Regions from separate parts of the Gasterosteus aculeatus genome. Here region 2 is linked to region 1. The links are chromatin contacts, called in public Hi-C maps. All regions are on one chromosome and are shown on one strand. The core of a region is the stretch at or near the end of the contact, and the rest is flanking DNA. Distances in the headings are between cores, read along the strand shown. Region 1 has its middle 16 kb from the start of hnrnpa1b. Region 2 holds the start of hoxc5a (homeobox C5a).

What was found. Hi-C and Micro-C count contacts between places; a contact is called where the count stands out from the background.
Region 2: a Hi-C map of tail fin shows a contact between it and region 1, with 6 times the contacts expected there. The contact joins the promoter of hoxc5a here to the enhancer-like site in region 1. A contact is called at or near these places in 4 of 6 Hi-C or Micro-C datasets (liver, skeletal muscle and tail fin).

The regions. Positions count from the first base shown.
Region 1 is chr2:10,235,804-10,242,833 of fGasAcu3.hap1.1, reverse strand. No RefSeq gene overlaps it. Among protein-coding and RNA genes, the nearest start is that of hnrnpa1b, 16 kb to the right of the region's middle. Within about 2 kb of position 3,638, at least 2 of the 9 cell types and tissues checked have open chromatin away from gene starts, as enhancers often do.
Region 2 is chr2:10,294,994-10,302,023 of fGasAcu3.hap1.1, reverse strand. hoxc5a (homeobox C5a) reads left to right here and starts at 3,834. Exons shown (of 2, transcript XM_040193469.2): 1 at 3,834-4,542; 2 at 5,739-6,745. The coding sequence starts at 4,062. The coding sequence ends at 5,947. hoxc6a (homeobox C6a) reads left to right here and starts at 1,178. Exons shown (of 2, transcript XM_040193467.2): 1 at 1,178-1,574; 2 at 2,028-3,139. The coding sequence starts at 1,178. The coding sequence ends at 2,335. All of the region lies in intron 2 of LOC120829400 (homeobox protein Hox-C10a), which reads left to right.

The DNA.
Region 1 (7,030 bases), core at 2,389-4,888:
CCCTAGCGCCGAAAGTCTGCCACTGCACCCTGAAATTCAAGGGTATGAGTGACTGCCAAAATGCAAGCACGCTATCTATCTCCATCCTGAACACATTGCGGTCCGTACAGTAGCTATGGAAGACAGATTCTAACACTGCCTATTCCATCTGATACACAAAATCTGTCAGCACAATCAGATGCGTAATTTCCATCCATCTTTGTCATTGTCATCGGGTAGAGAAGAGTGCAGGAGCCAGTGCTGAAGACCTGAAGCCCACACGCTGCCCGAGAGGGCCTAGCAGAGGGTGTATGTTTGTTCACACATAAACACACACGCTCAGGGCGCTATGCAGACACCGTTACACATCCCTCTCTTTCTGCTGCATATCTCTCTTTTCCTGCCTGCTCTCCAAATGTCGTGTCCTCTTTGTCACCCCGTTCCTCTGCTGCGCTCCGCTCGGTTCCCCCGCCCGGAGACTTGTCACAGCCCCTAACCGCATCAAGAGCACTGCTAGATTGGATATACACGATCTGTCCATCCATCAATGAGGAGAGAGAAAGAGAGAGAATTGGGATGGAGTGCCACAAACAAAGAAAAGAAACAGAATTCAAAATGATGATATTATATTATATATATCATAGTAAAATGGATCTTAAACAACACATGCAAAGATTCACTTGGAAGAAAAATGAATACTCAGTAAGTGTGTTTCTGTAGTTGTCTTTGGTAAGTAATGTGATTACTGAAAATGTACTTCTGGGAGAAGTGGATTGCCCGTGTTGGCCCTGAAAAGCTTCTTCATCTGTGTCGCTGTCCCCCCCGTCATCTGTCTCACACTGAAGGTGAAGCGGATGATGCTGAATCACCTCTATAGTCTCTTTTTTTCCTCCTTGCGTCATCTGAGCTGAATGAGATCACGTGTGTGGTGATCCGTGTAATATTGGGTCTCAACGTGAGCACATATAGTTTAAACCTCTGAGAGCTGAGCTCACAGTTAGCTCAACAAATCTTCCCTGCAGGTGTTTCCAGTCCGGCGAGATGATTCCCTGTTGCAGAACCGTGCTAATCAAGCAAAGAAAAAGATCTGAAATGTGAGACATTTTGGGAAGTTTGTTTCAGAAGTCTGCCCGGAGGTTGCCTCTGCATTTTGCATCTGAGACAACTATTCATGTTTGTCATATCATATGTTGATGATTAAATTGTGACATTATATGCGATAATAGACTATTAAGGATGTCTACCATTAATGCCAAGCTGCATGAGAACAATAATTCTGGAGATACTACCCAGCCATCTGTAAGAGTGTGGTTGGAAATGACCAACATTCTTTTTATTCAGCTGTCAAATAAATGCATCTAAATGCAAAACACAACATCTGACGGCAATAAAAACAGCACTGCTCCACGTATTTCCACAATCTGTCATATATTTGTTTGATGTTGAATATACAGTACAAGGAGGGTTCAATCTGAGGTTGCCCCAGCACTCCATGGTTTTATCTGGTGATATTCATCTATGTCGGCTCCTCTATCTTTTCCATACATTTCCAGGTGATGCGATATCACAAGCACATCTGTACATCTCCTCCTTCTCTCCCCTCCGTTTCCATCTTGCTCTCCTTATTCTCTCCCCCCAATCTCGTCCCCTCTCTCCCCTCCCTCTGTTTTTCCTCCCACCTGCCTTCTTCTATCTTTCCTTCCATTTTCACACTGACGCCCCCACCTCTTCCCCCCACGCCTCTCTCTCCCTCCATCTCTCCCCCATTCCCTCTGTCCACTCTCGGCTCGCGCTCTCTCTCTCTCTCTCCGCCGTGCTCTGATGAATTGCCTTCCCCTCCCAGTGAACTCGACCGATAATCCTGGGGAAGCAGTAAAAGATCATCGATCAGCCCTGCAGACAGGCCCACAAGCCACAGCACATGAACAACACCCTAACAAAAAGCCTCTGCACTTGGCACTGGGTATAGATGTGTGCATGTATATGCACGTGTGTGTGCATGCGTGCTTGTGAGCATGATAGACTGCCTATTTGCACGTTTTATGCATGCATGTAGAAAGTTGGACACAACGCGTGAGTTGGAGAGCGTCTGTCACCGCTGGTCGTGTTTCATTTGCTATGTTTAACTGCATGTGTCACCGGCGTGCTAAGCATACATCCAAGACTTCCCTCGGCTCGTCCTGTTTCTTCACGTGATCCGCCCCCATCGCTGTGTGTCATCTACTTGGAATGTGTAACGTGCATGTTTGTATGAGTTTGTCTCTCGAGTGTGTAGGATTTTCAGCGTGTCTGTAAAGTATTTGTATATGTATGCAGCACACACAGAGGCCATAAATCACCTGGCATTCTCCAGGCTCATCCTGAAGCAGAGGGGTATAGAGAAAGCACACGATCTTGGGCAAAGCTTCATGGCTATGAAATTGACCAATTGATTGATTGAAACAATTAATTTTGCACCATGCTTTTACGGCTGTGAAGCCAAGCAATCATTAGTTTGCTACAACCAAGTGAGGACGGCCGTATTGTTTTATAATTTCCACTGAAACATAGCAAAGCATCAGCTACTGCTCCAGGCTCAGGATAATGATATGCTAATGGTTTAAGTTATATGACATGACATGATAGTTTGGCTGTACAGAGTCATGTATGAAGTACATTCATCTACATCCTCCATTTTGCACACACAAAAAAGGCAGCTTGAGCTGTTCAAGCACATGGCAGCCAATAGTCATTTTTCTATCCCCTTAAATATGACAAATGGACAACTGCTTCTATTGAATCCCATTCTTTACATGCCGTATTACAACGCACTGCTGTTCGCCAGTGTGGAGGGGTTTGACCATAAAAAGCCAGTTGCTTGGAAAATAAATCTCCCCTTGGACATCCAATGAAGTGTATTTCATTGAGGAGGCTCGCCGTTCATATTTATCTCCCGTTTTTATTTGGGAACTGTTTTTGAGTTGTCCTTCACTGCCTTTCTCTCTGCTGCCTTTGTCCCTAATGTACTGGCAAGGCTGACTTCATTAAGCCCTGTATGTGGCAAACGCATTTATGTCCTATTTAGATGTTCCCTATTTCATTTTGCCGTGATACACCACAGCACTGCCACCAAGGCGGAAAATAAAGCGCCCATCATGCTTGGAGCCATTTGCAATTTGTGAGCAAGGTGACACCTTGTGGTCAAAACGAAGGACTGCTGCCTCCTCTGAGATCCAGCAGACACCAAAGGAGGGCCGGCGGAAACACTGTCTCAACCATATCCTGCAATTATCGGATATTTCAAACTGGGACTAGGAACCCTGCGCGGAACAACATCATACGTCTCAAAAGACACCTGCAACCGGCATCTGAGGCATTTCCAGGCCGTGATTCTTCTAATACTTGGGTTAATGTGAGGGTGTGTGTGTGTGTGCAGGTACCTGTGTCACTGTGTGGGGTTGTTTTGTGTTTTTTTTTAGCATGAAACACCATCACGGACATTGACAGATCACAGGGGAATGTTCAATTGCAGGTTGCTGCGTCCTGCTGTCATAGGGTCCATCTGTCACGAGGCAAGGCTAGCTGGAAGGCAGGAGGGGGCAGGACTGAGGGGCGTCACTTCCCCCCATAGATGATGATCACACCGGGGCTACTGCCAAGCCGGTTGCTGGCCCTGTCTTGCTCCTGCGGTTCCTTGGAATTCTTGTCTTTCTCACTCAGTTTACAGCTTTGATCAAGTACGCTGCAGACACCAGTGGAGCAGGGATTTTCCCACTCGACTGCAGAACAGTGTCTATGTCTCGATCTTTTGGCCACGTTGTTGTGTTGGCTACGCCCAATCTTTGTTCAGATTTATTTAGCGGGTCAAGGGGTTATTTTGGTTGTGGAGACATGTCAAGCCCCAAATACCACAGACACAGATGAGTCAGTGCAGTGATCTCAACAGGTTTTGCCTTTCAATTGTTGACTTCCTCATGCTTCCTCTCTGCTTTGTGTCCCCCCCCCCACTGTGAAAATCTGCTGTTGTCACGATGACACAAGGCCGCACTTTCACAAGTGCGCCCTCTACAGTCGAGGCTGGGAAGTGCCCTTGTTGTTACATGAGAAAACAAACAGGAAAACAAACAGGAAGGCAGATTACAGCCCAGCAGTCATCTATCTGTCAAACATTTGACAGGAACATAGCACAGCCAAATATATGACTCCTCCATAAATCACAGCATCTCACTCTAACTAGCCTGTCTGGTGTGAGTAATTAGTAGTATCATGCAGAAGCATTTTCAGCATCCCGAAATACCATTAGATCATTTTACTCTTGATTTTCAGTCACTTTTCCCTAAAACCCACACACTCAAATAGCCAAATGTTCCTTAAAATTATCTGCATAAAACTGATTTAGGGGGCACTCAGGAAATCGATCATGCAACAGAATCGTTTAATGTTTCAGGAAGAGCATTATGATTTGTGGATGTTGAAACAGAGTTCATATTCCACATTTACAGCTTAGAAAGAGAACGTTGTATTTTCACGGTGAGCTCTAACTGCCTTCTACCCCCTTGCAGCAGTCCCACCCCGAGAGCTGCATTGCTATTGCAGATGCTTTATGACGGGCAATTTAGCTTCAGCTGCTATCTGAGCCATCTCAGGAATGGACGCGCTTAGAATCAAGTGCAATAAAGCAGAGAGGGAGTTGGCGAAAAAAGAAAGGGAGGGTGCGTGTGTGTGCGTGTGTGTGTGTGTGTGTGTGTGTGAGGGTGTTGGGGGGGGGTAAAGATAGACAACAAGCTTGTCTGGACAGCCCTTCTGGACAAAAGGTTTGGGGGCAGGGTCCCCTCCCACATACACAAATACAAACAGTGGTTTCCCAGGCACTCGGCTAGACAAGAAAGAAGAAGCATACCTGTTTATTTTCACAGGAACTTCCAAACAACGGCAGGCGGGCGAGTGAACGTGCGCGCATGCTGCCCTTTTATTTGTAAATGTATAATCTAAAAGTCTACATTTGCGTGTGAGTGAGAGAGAAACGCTCGGTCCTCCGCCGTGGCCGAGGCTTTGTTGAGTCTGCTGAGCTCCAGGAAATCTCCTGAGGCGGGGAGACAGATTTACACCCTTCCCCCTGAGAGGGCTTTACAGCCTGGGACCCAGCGGAGCAATGCAAGGGCCAAGAGCGCCGAGCGAAGAGCAGGGTGATGAGACAGAGAGGGAGAGAGGAGAGGAGAAGAGACCAGGGAAGGATAAAAGGAGAGGGGAGACGGCGGGTGAAATACGGCAGAGATTCAGATGGATGGTCGGGGGGGACGAGGATATCGATGGAATGCAAAATGGCCGCGTTTTCGTTTGACGCCTCTCGCCTCCACTCACATGCACTCTTCTCTTGTATCTCGTGTCTCTCGCTCTCAATTTATCCCTACTGCTCCGACACACACATGCGTACACACACATGCACAAAGAGAGGCCATAAATCTGTCACTGAGTGCTGCTGGGATAAAGACACCTAAGACAGGCCTTTGCTGTGTTTGGAGAGAATGCAGATGTACCTGCCTCCAGCACATCATCCTCTGTCCCTCTTCCTCTCTCTCATTCTCCTCTTCTCCGCCCCTTAGTTTTATCCTTCCGATCTCCCTCCAGAGTTTTCTGTCTCATGTTCTTAACCCCTTTCAACCTTAACTCGTCTCATCTCTCCTCCACTCCCTTATCCCTCGGTCTCACTTTAAGGATTGACACTGTTCCTCTTGGGGGTGGGGGGGTGGGGGGACAAATCGTCAGCCCATTCCCATGCCATTGTTTTGTGTCAAGGCCATGCTAGAGGATGCACAATGGTGCAAAACAGAAGCGGAGACGTGGTTAAACTAAGGCGGCACCTTGTAGGGGAATAATGGTAACCAATACAGGGTCTATTCAACCTGTTTGCTGCAGTTCTTATGTCTACAAGTCCGTATCTGTCATCCAGTGACAGCTCTAACTACCTGCTGAGTGGTATCTGATGTTCTCAGACGGGCCACATCGCAGCTATCCACTTCTACATGATATGTCTGAGATAAAGACAGAAAAGGGGGCATCACAAATGAAGCTGAAAAAGTCTTGAGTAGGTGTCATGTTTGCTCATAGTGTAGAACGGCGACGGCAGGTGTAGGTTTTGAGGGGGTCTATGAAAAAGGACTTTGTTTGTCAGAGAGCATAATAACTATAACTAGAGCTAATGTTTCAACCCATTATGGCCTCTGGCAAAAACCGACCTACGAACACACACGTTTACCCTCGCGTTTGTGGAAAAGACGCAGTAACACGTCAGGACATTATCACAACCTGGCCTTGTGTAGTCCCCCAGAAAAACAAGGCCTCAAACACAGGCACACACGCATAAACACACACCACCCAAACAGACGTGGCCTGCATGACCTGATTTACAGCGAAGTAAACGGCTTAAGCCGCACATCTCACTCCAACACCTAAACACCTGACAGGCCTCTCATAAATAAGGCTGGCCAGCGACTCCTACATAATTTACACCTTGGCTATCTCCTACGCTAACATGTAACAGGTCTCCACTCCATATTTCACTACTCGGAGCTCACCACTCACTGGGAAAGATAGAAGGGGGCCGGGGAACTTCAAAAGGCTGAGAGGACGGTTCGGATTTGGGTATGTGTTGGGATGGGATTGAAGTTTTCTGTGTGAGATGTGTGCGCGTTTATTATTGTGCGCGCACGTGCGAGCGTGCACGTGAGTGACCCTGGCCCGGGGCGTAGCCCGGCCCGGGCCAGCCACAGCCCAGCTCAGATCAAGGCCCGCAGCCAAGAGTTCCACTTCTACGTCTGCCATAAATTGTCCCGCCTTTGTCTGTTCTCTCTTTCACTGGCTGAAACTCATCCTCTTCCATTAAGAGTGATGGATCAGCGCCTCTCTGGGCGTAGGAGACTCTGAGGTTACAGGTCCTTGTGGAAGATTGTGCTTTACATTGCAAATGTGAAAGAAATATACACACAGACATACTTCCACATACACCCCTAAACCAAACACGCAACATGAGACATGAAATACATTTCAAGGCTGGGACGGGAGTTGTTGAGGT
Region 2 (7,030 bases), core at 2,585-5,084, 59 kb before region 1:
AACCGGGCACTGATGGCCGGCGGAGTTTTTTTTCTTCTTCTGTCTGACGTGCGCTGGTCAGTCGCATAACTGATTAGATGTTCATAGAGTGGCCATGGACGCGCTTCTATGGTAGCCAGTTGGGTCAATGCGCGCTGTTATCCCTTTGCTTTATTCCTCCACGTGCTGGGCAGTGCTTTGTTTTCGGAGCCGGGGAGATTGCTCCTCGCGTTGCAAGGCTTTGCTGCAGAGATAGTTGTTGGTGTGCTGGGGAACGTCAAATGTTTTTATTGCCCTCACAGAAGAGAGACCATAAACGCATTCTTACCACCTACACCCTCCCCCAGTTCATTGCAAAAAGCCTTCAAATTGCTCAGATGCTAATTCCTACACAATGGAAACATTAACAGTATGCTGGAAGCGGTCGATATGGCTGAGACTAACAAAAAGAAATGCAAATATTAATTTAGTCCTGATTCAAAGGTGCCGAGCAATCCACCGACCCAGTGGTGTTTTGATTATAAAACTGTGTTTTTGGGGGGAAAAGACACACGCATACAAAATCCTCACCCTCAAACTGACAGAAAATGTATTTTCTTTCTCTTTCGCTCAATTGGTTTGATGATTCCACGCACTCTCTACCGCCTCTGTATTTGTTGTATGTATTTTTAATGCAAATGTTTCGGCTTGGTTTGAATGTGATCACTGTACCGAGTGACATTGCCCACGTCTCATATCATACTTCACTCCCAAACCCCACATGCTGTGAAACTAAAGTAAAACATGTCTCATCCAGCCAGGCTTATAGTGCGCCTCTCCAACTCTCATGGTGTGTTTATCGGCATTTAGCAGTAATGTCCAAGCGCTGAGCTAAAAGCTACAGTTTCTCCTCAACTCCTGCCTTTCGATTGGCGGAGAATGGTCAGCTGACGTTGTCATATTGTCTCTCACCGAGCCAAGCCTCGGCTATAACACTCGGGTTTGTGCGTCTTAACCGGAGATTGGAAATTAATAATATCGAACCCTCAAAGTAGCCCACGTCCAGTTGGAGAAGCAAGAAAGTCGAGGGAAAAAAAGAAGACCTTGGAGAAAGGTGTGGTTGGTTGACACAGACGCGGAGGAGATTTACTGAGAACGAGATTGAAGAGCGACCGATAAAGAAGTGGGGAGAGTTGGAGAGAGGGTTACAAGGCAAGGTATGAATTCGTATTTCGCAAACCCGTCGCTCTCCTGCCATTTGTCCGGTGGTCAAGACGTTTTGCCCAACGTACCCCTAAACTCCACCACCTATGACACAGTCAGACATTTTTCGTCGTACGGCGCTGCCGTGACCCAGAATCGGATATATGCACCGTTCTACTCTCCCCAAGACAATGTCGTGTTTGGGTCTGGCAGGGCACAGTACGAATACGGATCAAACGTGTTTCTTCAAGACAAGGACGTGCTCCCCAGCTGCAGACAAACAAACATGGGACTCAGTACACAAAGCCACATTGCTCAAGAGTACAGTTTGGACCAAGGAAGAGCAGGAGCGCAGGATCAGAAAACCAACATCCCGATTTACCCGTGGATGCAGCGAATGAACTCACACAGCGGTGAGTTTTACTACGACAAATAAATTAAGGAAATGGGCCAGTTTTACGATATGTCTTACCAAGAGAGTAAGTTGCTTTTTATGGCCCCATAAAACATTACTGTATCCCCTTGACTTGTGGATGGGCCTTTACGTGTGCAAACAAACAGCTTTCATATTAAGAAAGATATAGTAGCCATAACCAGCAGCAAGAGACGCGGGGAATGCGTTGTATTTTTTTTATTAATTATTTTTATAATAAAGCTAAGATGCCCTTAGAGAAAGGCTTTGATTAGATGATTTGTGTTCGTGGATTTCTATACGGTTTATGATTCTAACAATGAGGTAAAACTTGTTCTCAACTGCTGCAAAGTGTTATTAGAGCGCAGACCGATGCGTGTGTGTTTTCCAAATGTCAAATATGACTTCGCTTTCCAAGCGATTCAATTAGTGACTTCACTTTGTATTTCAGCAGGAGTGGGCTACGGGACAGACAGACGCAGAGGACGTCAAATATACTCTCGCTACCAAACACTTGAGCTGGAGAAGGAGTTTCATTTCAACCGCTACCTGACCCGGCGCAGACGCATCGAAATCGCAAACGCGCTTTGTTTGACGGAGCGCCAGATCAAAATCTGGTTTCAGAACCGACGTATGAAATGGAAGAAAGAGAGCAACCTGACCTCCACGGTGACTGGAAGTGAACAGACAGGAGCCTCGCCGGAGGAGGAAAGCAATGGCGCAATTGAAGAACAGAAAGAGGAGGACAAGAAAAAAGAATAGCGTAAAAAGAAAAAAACCCAAAGGGGAGAAGACCTGATGACCATTTAAACCCAACATAACTACCTAAAAAATCTGTATGGATTTAAGAGCGACTTCACTGCATGATGACTACCGCAGCTCTCCCACTTATATCCCATATTGACGACAGGAGTGTTGAGCCTTAGAAATCCAGATTATTTCAGACAGAGATTGTCCCCCTGTGACTCTCGGGGTGCCGATTCTGTTTTATTGCAATGTCACACTTGTATTGTGAAAATAAAAATAAGTATTCATTTCTACGTGATTTTTCATGCCAGTAAAATCTGTGTATTTATCCCCCCACACCCCATCCATCACTGTGAACTCTTTGATCACCTCACCAAATACATTGTTGGTCAGACTTAACTCAATGTTGTACATGCACATTCCACCGAGGAAACGGAAGGACGGGCGGGCACTGCATTTCACCTCAGTATTGTAGTAGGCCTAGTTGAATCATTTGCCAAAAAGTGTCCTGCACAAACATGAAACTTGCACGGACTCAGACCACAGTCCACGCACCAACAGCTGTAATGCCTGTAAATAAGTAAAGTAACAATATGCTATGTAAATCCCGTAAGGACGTCTGCGCATTTAGCCGCTTGGGTCGACACTGCATAAAATACAACTGCGCTTGGCCCCCCTTTTTGTTTAGCATTTGACACCACGGGCTCTCACTGCTAAGCAGATTTGTACACTAGTAATTATTCGCTTCTGTTTGGGAGTTACGATTTCATGTTTTGTCATAATTGTGTATCATGTAATAAAGTGTTTGCAAAAATCTCACCCTCGTCTTGTGCTTCAGGGAGCATCACGTCGAGTCAAATGATCGTATAAAGTAAGATGTATTGAATTAGGCAACAACCTGAGTACGGCGATTGTGAAAACTTGTTTGACATGTTATGTGTATCGTGACCATAACGGCCAAAATAGGGTATAAAGCTAAGAGACGAATAAGCTAATAAAGAGATATTTTACACGCTATGCGTTTTAACGATTACAAATCTAACTTGCCATGCTGCATAAGAGCATGGGAATGAGCTATTGTCCTAAACGCGTTCACATAGCTCTGTTTCTATAACTTAACGTCCAAAACATTCAAGTCTCACGTGCATATGTGTGAATATGTTCAAATGAAGTGAGCGCGTCTAATCAGCAGCATAACTATAATAATAATAATAATTATTATTATTATCATCAGTAGTGGTATTACTATTCTTATAATTATAATAATTATGCTATAATATGGGGTTGTTTGTTTGTCCGGGCCAGAGCGCTGTGGACGCTGCTGGCCGTCCTGCCCCATACCAGACACCAGATGACGCTCTTGTCTTACTGTCCTGCCCTTTTTTTGCGCTAAAGATCCCTGCCTGGTCCTCAACAACCAACAGCTCAAAGTTTACCGGACACGTTTCTCCAATTCATCAATGAGAGTATCAACGCCAATTTATGACTGGCCAACATGCGCACGTGATCCCATACAAATACCCCATATTTGGGCAGCGCGCGTCGGATCAAGAATTAAAAAAAGATACCAAAGCCTACTCCACCTATAAATCCTGGAATATTTTTTTAAGGCAGACAGCTTTGCATTTTTCAAAAGCGGCTACAAAGAAACGCAATGATCAACAAAAACAAGGAAATAAGCGCAACAACCAGCCCGCAGCCCGCTGCAGCTTAAAAAAGAAAGTATCGCTGATTGTTGAAAATGAGCTCGTATGTTGACAGCTGCAATCTCAGGCAAACAAGCGAGACAACTTCTCCCAACACAATGTTTAGTTTCGATCTTTCCGGGCGCGCGTCCAGCCGCTTTGAGGGTGTCAATGTGAGCGGGATATTTACTTGTCCCGTCCCCACGACCTCCGCCGAACGGGAGGAGGTGAAAAGTAGCCTGCGTGGCAACGCGGATACTCCTCTGCCGCCGGGACCACAGATAACCATGGTCTCCGGCAGCTCGTCGGAGAACGCGAGCGCCTTCGGCTACGGCGGCGGCACGCTGCTGGGACTCGGGGCACAAGGAGACGCGGAGAGGGGCGCGAAATCCGGCGGAAACCAGAGCCAAGAGGGCGAGAGGGACGCGGTGAACGCGCAGGCGGTGAAACGACACAGCGCGAGTGCGAGCCAGCTTCAGGACAGCGAGCAGCAGCCACAGATTTATCCATGGATGACAAAACTGCACATGAGCCACGGTAAAGTTTGCCCCCTTTTTTTTCTTCCTAAAGTGTGACTAAAATGCTTCCCCTTAGTCTCTCTTTGCGCTGCTACACTTCTTTTTGCCCGTTCCGGTTTTCCTCTTGAGTTTTATAGGCCAAACGCAGGAAATAATAAAAACTCGTGGTCATAAATTTTATGACAAAGGCATCCATTGCTCGTAAACCTGCTCTGTTACGGCGAAGGGGTGATCTGCGGGGTGATTTATGGTGGTATAATTGGATAAGAGAAGAGAATTGTGATAAAACTATGAAATAATATTCACAAATTCAGCTCTTAGTATTAGTTTTTGCCTTGCACACTTTATAGTCGCAGTTAATGTTTTACATTATCAGACTCACTGTGTGGGAGCGGCTTTAGCCTTAAATTGAACTCTGGGAGACATCAATGCCCTGACCCAATCGTGAACTTTTCACCTCTAAAATATTTGAATAGTCGTGCTCCTTCCCCGCGCCTTAAACCCACTGGTTGACTATTTAGGGGCCAGATGGACGGTGAGCACAATTGCTGCAAAAAAAAGGAAGCTACTTCTGTTTTGCGTTCCTCCATTTGCAAACATCCTGGAGCAGTTTAAGATATTCAAGTCCAATAGCAACTAAGGCCTGTTGCTTAGCACGCCTTAATGTTTGGCTAAATATGAAACATGTGTATAAATATATACATATATATGAGAACAAACCATGGGGGAAAAAAATCCGGTTTAATGTTCTGATCCCTTTTCCTTTAGATTATTCACATTGTTTTTCCTTCCACTGCAGCAGTAGGCTGAGGTCAGTCTCTACAGGAAGGACACCACATTAGGCCCTGTTAGTTATCCAGTCTCACATATTACAATGAGAAGCGTTTGGTGACTGTATTTTACATGTTGTATGTGAAAGAATGTAATGTAAATTTATTACACTATCTTTATCAGCCTGACATCATTTTTATTACACAAATCCACTGTAAGTCAAATCTGATTAAATTCGGTTGTATTAAGATATTTTACCTTTTGCATGAGGAAGGGTATTTCATTAATTAAATTCAACAATTGTATATTATATGTATGCTTGTAACTATTATTTTATGGATGACCAATCTTTATGCAAATGTCATAATAGTATTATCCCATAGTAGTATATGTATTCACCACTATAATGCTGCTGAAAGCTAACTGATTTTAATGCCACTTCAGAATCGGAGGGTAAACGTTCCAGGACCAGTTACACCCGCTACCAGACTCTGGAGCTGGAGAAAGAGTTTCACTTCAACCGCTACCTGAGCCGCCGCAGGCGCGTAGAGATCGCCCACACCCTGTGTCTAAACGAGAGGCAGATCAAAATCTGGTTCCAGAACAGACGAATGAAGTGGAAGAAGGACTCAAAGGTCAAAGTGAAGGAATAAAAGGGGACCAGAGGGTGGGTGCATGCAGCACGTTTTCATCCCCACGCTGCAACAGTGCTGGAGTGCCGCCTGACCTCCGGATGAACTGCTAGGAGCAATGACATCATGACACCGCGCCGTGCGCTTCATCACCAATTATGTGTCACTTGCTGCGGTTTGGGACCTAACGTATTGAATATCCCTCACGTTGATCAATCGGTTTACATTTCTAAATTAATTTGGTGCCCATGCGATGATAACCTCACTTTGCTGCACGAAGAGGACAAGAGGTTGAGGGGGGGGGGGGGTGCCCAATTCTGCACTGCGCTGCGAGTCTGCACAATGCTCAGCGTTCTTAATTTGGATGACGACGGTGGAGGCGGTCTGATAGCGTGCGACATTTCCAACTCTGTCTCCACATCATCTGATAAAAAATGTATGCCAACAACTCACAATAAAGACAGAAATACTCACTGCGCTGTGAGCAACAGTGAGATTTTCCCACCGGTCAAAGAAACCCTCTTCCACCTTTTTCATTTTCTTTTTTAATCCACCCTCTAATATATCGCAGTGGTTGAATGTGTTGTATGTCCAATGAGCTAATGTCTCCGTGAAGGCACCACCCCTGTTGTCCGTCATATCATTGTGAACCTAAATCGTATTGTGTAATTCAGCGACTGCGTGTGAAAATATTGTGATGTGCAATGAAGCCATTTCTCTCGCGCTCTGTAAAGGTGGCTGCTTTACAAGAGGCCCAGAACAACTGATAGGTGGCTTAATTGTCCGTTATAACCAATAAAGTCTCGTCACTAACATAAAGGATTTCTCCATTTATTTCTACGTATATATATTTTCTTATAACAGGCTACGTTGATTAGACGAATACACTAAAAAAAACTTCCGATTTTCTTTCTTTCGTTGTACTGTACTCATCACGTTCAGGGGGGGGGGATCTCTCGGAATCCACAGAATTCCGTTGACCAACAAACGCGCTCTGGTTAAAGGCCCCCATAAAACTTTATTGCCCCTTTTCCAACGCTGCTCCACAGGCAAACTCGCTTTTCCTGTTTAGTCAGCGAAGGAAGGGACACGCTGGCCTGTGAT